Linked DNA regions of Mus musculus: all the other regions are linked to region 3. A link is a contact called in public promoter capture Hi-C data. All regions are on one chromosome and are shown on one strand. The core of a region is the stretch at or near the end of the contact, and the rest is flanking DNA. Distances in the headings are between cores, read along the strand shown. Region 1 holds the start of Adamtsl3 (ADAMTS-like 3). Region 2 holds the start of Cfap161 (cilia and flagella associated protein 161). Region 3 holds the start of 4933430H16Rik (RIKEN cDNA 4933430H16 gene).

Region 1 (3,244 bases), core at 20-2,519, 640 kb before region 3:
CTGAATCTCTTCCCATGCACCACCTGCTCATTTTCCATAGGTTTCCAGCCGTTTCCCTCTCTGGAGTGGAGAGACAGTCTTGACAAGGCCCTTTTCCTGGTCAGAGGAGGCCATCTGATCAGGGAAGGAGAGAATAGGAAAACACGTGGGGGGAACTCTTGGCAATGCCATAAAAGAATCTGGAACATACCAGCCTTCAGTTCACTAGGCAAGAGAGCAACTTTGGATGCAAATGTTTCAGACTCTAGCGAGAAATAGGTACCTAGGAACCAGTTCCAGACCTGGCCTCTCTGATCATCATGAAAAGCTACTCCCCGAGGACTTAAGATAACTCTAGGAACGACTGCTTTTGGGAAGGCTGGCTACACATACCACTTGACAAAGTGGCATCACTCAAGGGAGCAGCAATACGGGAGGCACAATGGTGCCTTAAATGGAACACCTGGCCCTTGACTCCTATTGCTGAGATGAAGCCAAGCCCCCATGTCTCTTCCATGGCTTTTCTTTCCTTCAGAAGTGCTCAAGGTGCCCTCAACCCTCCTCCATTCATGACTGGGACACCTCTCTTCCAAACCTCTAGGCCCCGGGGCTGTAGCTGTATTTATTTCCTGACAGGTCTGGACTTCTGTGGGACCCAAACCTGTTTCCTACCAGGGACTCTAGGTCTCAGGTTTAGGTGTCCCTGCTGGGTCATCCATGGTCCCCAATTATACCAAGACCGCAGGGGCTGTTTGAATGGGTGATGGTCAAGCTCCTAAGGCTACCAGCAGGAGTGGGTAGACTCTGGGCAGCCTCTGCAGGGTATTACTTAACAGCTGAGGTCCCCGGGGTCTGGCGGTGGTGCTGGGAGAGGGTGGCATCCTCGCACTGGTCTGGCTGGCCTGGCTGGCCCGTGGCGCAGCGGACGCCTCCCCAGAGCGCGCTGCCGCCGGCGGCAGCCGGAGCTCCTGGCACCAGGCCTGGCTGCAGGCCCAGGGCAAGGAGTGGCTTCCAGGAAGCGGGCGGAGAAGCGTTCCAGCGGAGTCTCGCCGTGGCCGCGGCGGCCCCGAGCGCTCCGAGCCGCCTGGCTGCGGCTCGGTGGCCCGCTTGTCCCCGCGTTCCCAGCGCCCCTGGGTTAGGGCAGAGGACGCAGGGCGGGAGGGACTGACGGTACCCTAGACGCGGCGCGCACTTGCGGGACGGGCGGCGCAGGTGGCGGCGCGCGCCCTCCGCCCCTGGGTCGGGGCCAGCACTGCGCTCCGCGCGCCCGGAGGGGCGGGACAGGCGGGGCGGCCGCGTCCCAGCCCCATTTAACTTTGGCGGCGGCGCGAGCTGGAGGCCGGCGTCGGGGACCGTCGGGATCCCGCGCTCCGCACGAGGTGTCGCCGAGTCGGCGCTGCTCGCCACTGTCTCGCAGCGCGCATCCCTCCTTGCACCGTCAGACGCTGCTGCGACTCCGGATTGGAAACACCCGCGGGGGATCCAGGGATTCATCTCTCTGAGGATGGTAAGGTGGAGCAAGTTGATGGGAACGCTACTGGAAAATAAGGTCTTGGTTGAGCACTGCCCTATGGGGCTTAGACAGCTCCAGGCAGGCGCGCTACAGGATCCGGGAATGTTGGACAGAACCTTTCCTGGTCCTCTGCGAGCGAGGGGTGCTCTGGATGATGGGGGATACCCTGCGGGGTCAGCGGACTACGGGCTGATCTTAGCTTGCAGTGTTTGAAGGTCCGGAGGTTTGGCTACTGAGTGAGGTTCGCATGCTTGAAGCGCAGAGAAACGAGAGGAGACGCACGCCAGGGAAAGGAGGCGTGAGGGTGGCGGGCGCTGAAGTGTGCGAGCCAGCGGAGAGGGGCGCGTGGTCCTGGGGCCCAGCCCTGGCCGCCTCCCTTCGTCCCAGAGTCGCCGCCTCAGGTCGGAAACAGCAGCACATTTGCGGATCGCATTAAGCCAGGCCTTAATGCTTTCTCCAGATGGAGAGAAGCCACCGACCCGCCCCCGGACACCGACACCGCCAAGGCGCCCGCGAGGCGAAGCGGGAGTCGAGTGTGACCTCGGCTTTTCCAGTCTCCGCTCAAACTGAGTTCCCTGTAAACTGACAGGAAAACACATTGGGGAAAACGGTCCTCGTAGCCCTCCTGGGCTTACTTCTTCCTCACCTTTAAGAGATTACACTCCGCAAGACTGTGGCCCCCAGAATTCTCTTAAAGGCAGGTCTGGAAGCAGAAGGCATTCTATCATCTAGTGAGAAATTCCTCTAACTATCCAATCTGCGTTCCTATCCTAGACTCTGTTTAGCTGTGTGCCCTTAGGCAGGGTTCTTCCCTCTCTGGTCTAGTTTAATTGGCTTCAGACTCATTTTTGCCTCAAGGAATTAAAGCTGGCAGGTGCCCTAACTCTTGGCTTTAGGCTGGTCCTCCCCACAACCCCCAGCCCCCCCCCCGCCCCCAAAAGCCACACTCTGGTGCTGACAAACAGGCTAGGAGGTGTCTGGGGCAGGGTTGTCCCTACTGCTGGAGCACTGGAGGGATGGGTGAATTGCTGACTGGAGGCAGTCTCCGTTCCCCTTTTTGATCTTGGGGGACTCATCCTAAAGGGAGCCCCATATTGCCTTCATTCTGCAGCAGACAATCCCATCCTGGGCCAACACAAACGTTTCTAAGACACTGCTTGGGCTTCAGGGTCCCTGCCTTCTGATTGGCTCCTTAGCTTACAGATTCTGCCTCTGGAGCCAGAGCTAGTTGCAAACGAGGCATTTTCTTTTTGTCTTTTCTTTCGTAGGCTGTGAGGGAGACTCCTATGATATTGGACCCCATGGCTTCCTGGACAGGATCCTGGTGGCTGCTGACACGAATGATCTTTACGGTCTCTGGTCTTCTGCAGGTAATAGAATGGGCCACCGAGAATGCTGGGTATGCCTGTCTTTGCATAGGAATAGTATTCTAGTCCATGTAAGATGTAGGATCAGTGTTAATGCTGCACTAGAGAATCTTATACAGATGGTATTGTGGTTGGCTTCTCTGTAAGGAAAGCTCAAAGATCTGGGATCCTCTCTGGATCTAGAGCAGGAACTTGATACCGTGTGGGCCCGTTCACTACTGGTGACTTGGGGGCTTGGGTGGACCCTGTCTTTCCCGACTAGAGTGGCTGTCCAGGAGAAGCTATATGTTAGAACTCAGGAAGAGTCTGATTCCCACACTAGCTTAACTAAATAACTATTCTGGATTCACTGTTAACACACCCCGCTATTGTGTGGATCTCTCTC
Region 2 (2,822 bases), core at 69-2,568, 820 kb after region 3:
TCTCCTTTCCTTCTCAGACTAGATCCATTTCAGTAAGGCCTCCCTTCCTCAGATCCTTGGTTAGCATCCTTCAAGCTCTTGATGACCCCCAAACAAGATCATGCGAAGCTGTTGGACTCTACATAGTTTACCGTTGTCAATTTATTCAATTCAATGTTATTAAACGTTTTTTTTTGCACAGCAGCTGAAAGGCACTTTACTTGTAAAAGCATTAATCCACCCCTTTATTAGAAAATGCAAACAATTAAGTAAACATAATTAAGGACAGACTTCCCTTAATCTAAATTCTAAATTTCTTAACCTAATCTTAACCCTTAATCTAAATTTCTAAAATCTAGAGGAATTTTAACACTATACTTTTTTATTAATTTTTTTAAAAGTTTCTAAATGGTTACTTTGTTCATAGAAATTTTCTTTGCCTAACTCACACTTAACTAGGCAGAATTTTGAAATTGGCATTGGAATTTGACATTACCGGTCTCAAAATGTTCTTCTTCACTCTTCTGTTTCTCTGAATAAGAAGTTCTCCTTTTTCCCTCTTCTCTAGGAAGTGTCTCATGCGCTCCTGGGGATGCAGAGACCGAGAAAAGGGGAGTCAGGGACAGAGCTGTTGCAGAGCACAGGTACTGATAGCTTTTTCCTCAGAAGCACTTCAAGTTCAAAGACAGTTCAAGGACACAAAAGGAAACGTGATCGCTCTGGGGATGGCAAAAATGTCAGTAGGCAGCACGTCATGGGGGCAGAGGCAGGGGCGGGGAGCAGGAGATGAAAAGAGAAATGCATAAGGAAGGGAAGGATAGGACCCCTGTGCTTATCTCGTCCAGAAACAATCAGGAGTGATATATAGGAGGTCAGCAGTCTCTACTGGGGTCCTCCTGACTTGGGTGAGAATGTGAAAAGCCCAGGCCTCTCCATATGTTTGTAACCCAGAACCTTTCCAGGACCTGAGAGTGTCACAAACCTAGTGAGGGCCAGAGGGCCCGGGAGGCGGCAAGCTGTTCTTGCTCTGGGTTCAGGAAATGTGGAGCGGGACATTCAGTGAGCATGGGTGCTCAGAGACAGCAGGTGAACTACCTCGGGTAGCAAAGGTGCACAGGGGGGGTGGGGGCAGTAGATGAAGATGGGTGATAGGATGCTAAATGCTCAGCAGAGAGAGAACATGCAGGATAGCAGGATAGGGTCTGGGATCCTAGGGATGCGAGAGGACAGGAGTCTGCGCACCTCCTCCAAATAGACATCTTCGTTCCAGTTGCCCATCCGCACTCCAGGACCATACACGTTCTGCGCCATCGCCCCTTGCTCTCTTGAAAGCCAGCTCCAGCCTCCACTGACACTCAGAGTTAGCGTGCTTCGTTGCCATGACGACCAGGCAGTTGCCAGTTGCCAGTTGGTCAAGATCTCTTTGGCTGGCCAATAAGTGACAGCATACTAGACCCACGCCCCCTCCAGCTCGCCCTGCCCCTCCCACCACTGCCACTGTCTCAGATGACTAGCACTCAAAGCAGATCTGGGAAACCCCTGACGGGGGACACTGTTCCAAATGTTCCCTAGGCGGAGAAATTTTTGAAACTTTTTTTCTGTTGTTTTTTGGGGGAGAGTTTGGTTTTTAAGTTAGGGTCTGGATACATACCCTAGGCTGGCCTTGAACTTATGATGTAACACAGTCAGGTCTTGCGCTGGAGATCTTCTTGACTCACAGGTGTGCAGCCTACAACTGGCATAAAATATTGAGTTGTTCTTGTTGATGTTTGGTTTTGTATTTTGTTTGTTTGTTTGTCTTGTTTGCTTTTTAAACTAAAATCTAAGTTAAAGTGCTGTGGAACCCGAGTGCCCCTAGCTTTTCTGTGGAAGCTTGGTTCAACTCCAGCCTATTTTCCTAATCACTGTCAGCAGCAATTTCACAAAACATCACCCCTTTACTGTAGACGCTGGAAAACCTAAACACAAAAAGAGGGGCATTGCCGAAACCTCACAGCTTCCAAAGGAAGAAACTACTGTGTTAGCATATATTAATGTGTATATCTATTTCTGTGACAGTCTGTATTTTCACAAATTTTATAGCAACCCTCCCTTCCCATGTCCAAACACAAAGACAAACCTGCAATTTACAGGCACTCCTGATATTAAAAAAAAATTTTTTTTAATTTAAAAAAGTTTGTGTAGCCAACATTTCCTAAAGAGGATATTGTGTTATGAGTGGGGTGAACAGGCAGTTAGGTAGTACCACCTGCTGCTGGCTGCTGGCTGCTGGCTGCTAGCTGAATACATTCATTAATCAGTCCCCCAGTGTGCAGAGTCTCCCACCCCAAGCAAGAAGTGGAAGGTGAGAGCCAAACCCAGTCTATCAAGGGAAGCCAGATGCTGAAAACAAATTACTTCAGAAGACTGTAATACACACAGGTCACTGAAGATGTGATGAAAGACAGACTGGGAGAGCTGATGGATGAATCATTCCTGTCATGGGGACTATGAGAATGACAACTGAGCAAAACCTGGGGTAGTGGGGAGGTGTCCTTGTCGACCTGGAAGGACCTGAGCCGGAGGCTGAAGCATAAGACACAAAAGTAGGAATATTCTGCTCCTCTCTGGCTCCACTGCCTGCCCCTCCAGCACCACACACACTCTCAGGTGCTTCTGAAGGTGCTAAGTCAGGCATTCTGTTGGATCAGACAGGAGTCACTCAGAATATGTGATAGACTGGAGACCGACTCAGAGAAGCTAGCAGCATCCCTAGGTTCAAACTGCTAAACCCAGCCTTGTAGCATGCAGTGAACAATAGACAGCATGTGTAATTGCTCATACAGGAACATAATAATCTAAAA
Region 3 (3,252 bases), core at 32-2,531:
AATATCAACCAACAGACCCCCCAGAACTCCCAGGGACTAAGCCATCAACAAAGGAGTACACATGGCTCCAGCTGCATATGTAGCAGAGGATGGTCTTGTCATGCATCAAATGAAGAAGAGGCCCTTGGTCCTATGAAGCCTGGATAGATGCCCCAGTGTAGGGGAATTGAGGGGAGGGAGGTGGGAGTGTGTTGGTGGGTGGGTGGGTGGGTGGGTGGAGGAACACCCTCATAGAAGCAGGGTGAGGGAGGATGTGAAAGGGTGTTTCTGAGAGGGAGGGAAACAGGGAAAGGGGATAACATTTGAAATGTAAAAAAAAAAAAAGAATCTCACCCTAGCTGCCTGGAAGTAAGTCTTCCACTAGCAGCCTTCAAATGAAGATGTAGAACCCTCAGCTCTGCCTGCACCATGCCTGCCTGGATGCTGCTCTGCTCCTACCTTGATGATGATGGACTGAACCTCTGAACCTGTAAGCCAGCCCAATTAAATGTTGTCCTTTATAAGACTTTCATTGGTCATGGTGTTTGTTCACAGAAGTAAAACCCTAAGACAGCAGGCATCTGAGATTTTCAGGGGATTGAAAGTAGAGAAACCAGAAGGGAAAAATTCAAAAGAAAACACGAAACATTTCTGCATCTGTGTCTTGTTCCTTGCTATTCATTTTTTTTAGGTTCTGTCTCTACAGCTGCCTCCCCCCATCAGGCCCTCTGACTGACTGTGGCTTCTTAACTATAAATTGTGGTTACTTTTGAACACATACCATTGCTTTAGCTGGATGATGAGCTCAGAGGAAGCAGAAGATGTGAGCAATTTATAAATTTACTTTTTCAATAAATAATTTTGGAGTCCAGTAAATAATTTTTGAGGGTCTATTTCATGTCAGGTATAGGCTGTTTGCTCAGAGTTGAGGGAATTTTGTTGGATGGGATCAGTGTAATGAGATTTCCTGAGGTTTATCCTCCACGCAGGGATTCATGTACTTCTGACAAGGCTTTAGAGCTAGGATCCATGGAGGTGCCTTAGCAATGCCAGGAAGTGAGAGACACTTGGAGGGGATGTTCGTCATTGGGGTCAGGGTGGACAGAACAGAAAGATGAAGATGCTCTGAGGAACACCATGCAGAGGAACCATGCGCTAGTCACCTTCTTCCTACCTACCTGATTCCTGACAAGAAGGAGCTTAAGGGGTTTCTTTGGCTTCCCATTTGGAGGATAAAGCCCATCTTCGAGGGGAAGACATGGCGGAAGGCACTTCCATCATGGCAGGCATGTGCCGTTGGACTGCCTCTCCTCTGTCCTGATGAAACAGGAAGCAGAATGCTGACAGGAAGTGCTGCCAGACTGTAAAACCCCAAGCTCCGCCCTATTGCCTACTCACTTCCGCTGTTGAGGCCCTACCTTTACCACAATCTTCCTCAGACAGAACCAGCAAATGGGGACTAAGTATTCAAACACTCAGGCCTATTTGGGGTTGGGGGTTGGGGTGGGAGGTGCTTTTCTTATTAATGGTACAACAACCACCAGGCCATACTTGGAGGCAGTAACACTTGGTAACACATGAATAACTTCAGTGTCCTTCTGTGTGTGAGTCTTCATTCCCAGTGTTCGCAGTGGCCCTTTGAATGCTGTGAGCTACACCACCTAGCTGGTGACTGTAGTGTGGAGGAGAGTTAGCTGTGTTAGTATATTCGAGGTTATGATTCTCTAGATGCTCTACTGCTTTTGCAGGCATCCCCCAGTCTCTTTCCCTGAGAGGCCTAGACTCTGAGTTTATGTTTAGTTCACACACTGATAAATTCCTGTTTAATGACTGAAAAATTCCAGGAGTGCCTCTGCAGAGATTAAACAGGTAAAACTGGACGAAAGGCCATCTCTCCTGGGCATCTCTCATCGGGCCGTTGCTTTTTTATGTTTGGAGTTAGCTACTGAGACAAAAATGGAAATATCTTAACTTCTGAGTCCCCGAGACTGTCAAAATTTCGAGTGCTGAAGCAGACATCATGAGATTGGAATTTGATAGAGACGCATGTGCTGTCCATTAGTACAGTTGTGTGGCAATTGGAAACACCTCAAGCAACTGAAATGACGTGGAATAATACTTCTAGGGTTTGTATTAGCCAACAAACTGCTGCTTTCTTCTCTTCCTGCCCACGATCCTTCCCCTCCTCCTCCCCTTCCTCCTCCTTCTCTTTCTGTAGAACTGGAGAGTGTCTGCTCCCCTATTTGAATGGCAGACCAGCCTCACACATTATACATAAAAATCACCAATCCTATGGGTTTCACATTAGCAAGCTTCACACAGGGTCCCCCTGCTCAACGAATGCATTAGCTCGAGTTTTTCTAAAGCCCCATTTATCTGTCAAGTGCACCTGTCACTAGGTGTCCTCCATCTGCTTAATTGAAGATATTTTTCTGAGGTCATCTGTTTTTCTTCAGAAGGTTAAAGGTTCTCCGCAATTTTCCCTGCTCAACTCCATCTGTGGACGTTCTCAGCCTGCCCTCAAAGAAACACTGCAGGCTCTGTTTTAAAGTCTTAGTTGGTTTCCCCCTGGGGTATATACATTGACTTCTTAAGGTCTTGTAATTCACTTGAAAATTCACGTTTACTCACACTAATAAAATTTCCTTCCCGCTCTATATTTCTCTGCATTACATCATCTCATTAAATGTTCGACTCGCTCAGGCTTGGATTTCCCCCAAAGATTGTGGGAAATTTTTGACTGGCTCCATGAGATGAGCCCTTATTCTGCTGTGCTCTAAAAATAGTCGCACTGCACTGTAAAAACATATTGCAAGCAACTTAGATTAGTGTCTTTCTTCTGTACTCAGCAGCCAGTAGATGATGGGGTGGGAAGGGGCCTTGGAGATCATCCGAGCAAACCTTGGGGCACACGGATGAGAAAGAGAGTCCCCGGTGTGCCAGGAAAGGATTGGCTTGTGGTTCACTTGGAATCTCTTTTGCTCCAGACCTAGAACTCACAGCCCTCGATTCCCTCTTAGGAGGAGAAAATGTTCAACTTTGATACGTTAGAGAACAGGAGAGTTCTGATTTCCTACAGACATGAACAGGAATTCCAACTCGTCACTTCATAGCTAAGTTGTCCCTGTGAGATCTCAGCATACCACATCCATTCTCTTATCTCTAAAATGGGTACAATAGTTATAGTCTCTTCCTAGAGACTTTATAATAAGTAAGCAATACAGTCTGTGCAAAGATACCAGGGCAGCATCTGCTACAAAGAGATGTCTTCCG

The links. Promoter capture Hi-C pulls out the DNA fragments that hold promoters and counts their contacts.
Region 1: a promoter capture Hi-C map of hippocampal neurons shows a contact between it and region 3, with 4 times the contacts expected there. The contact joins the promoter of Adamtsl3 here to the promoter of 4933430H16Rik in region 3.
Region 2: a contact with region 3 is called in a promoter capture Hi-C map of hippocampal neurons, with 3 times the contacts expected there. The contact joins the promoter of Cfap161 here to the promoter of 4933430H16Rik in region 3.

Annotation. Positions count from the first base shown.
Region 1 is chr7:82,334,425-82,337,668 of GRCm38.p6, forward strand. It overlaps Adamtsl3 (ADAMTS-like 3), which reads left to right and starts at 1,270. Exons shown (of 30, transcript NM_001190374.1): 1 at 1,270-1,486; 2 at 2,761-2,862. The coding sequence starts at 1,484.
Region 2 is chr7:83,793,521-83,796,342 of GRCm38.p6, forward strand. It overlaps Cfap161 (cilia and flagella associated protein 161), which reads right to left and starts at 1,319. Exons shown (of 7, transcript NM_029335.3): 1 at 1,222-1,319; 2 at 476-565. The coding sequence starts at 1,290.
Region 3 is chr7:82,970,110-82,973,361 of GRCm38.p6, forward strand. It overlaps 4933430H16Rik (RIKEN cDNA 4933430H16 gene), which reads right to left and starts at 1,282. Exons shown (of 4, transcript NR_045855.1): 1 at 1,158-1,282.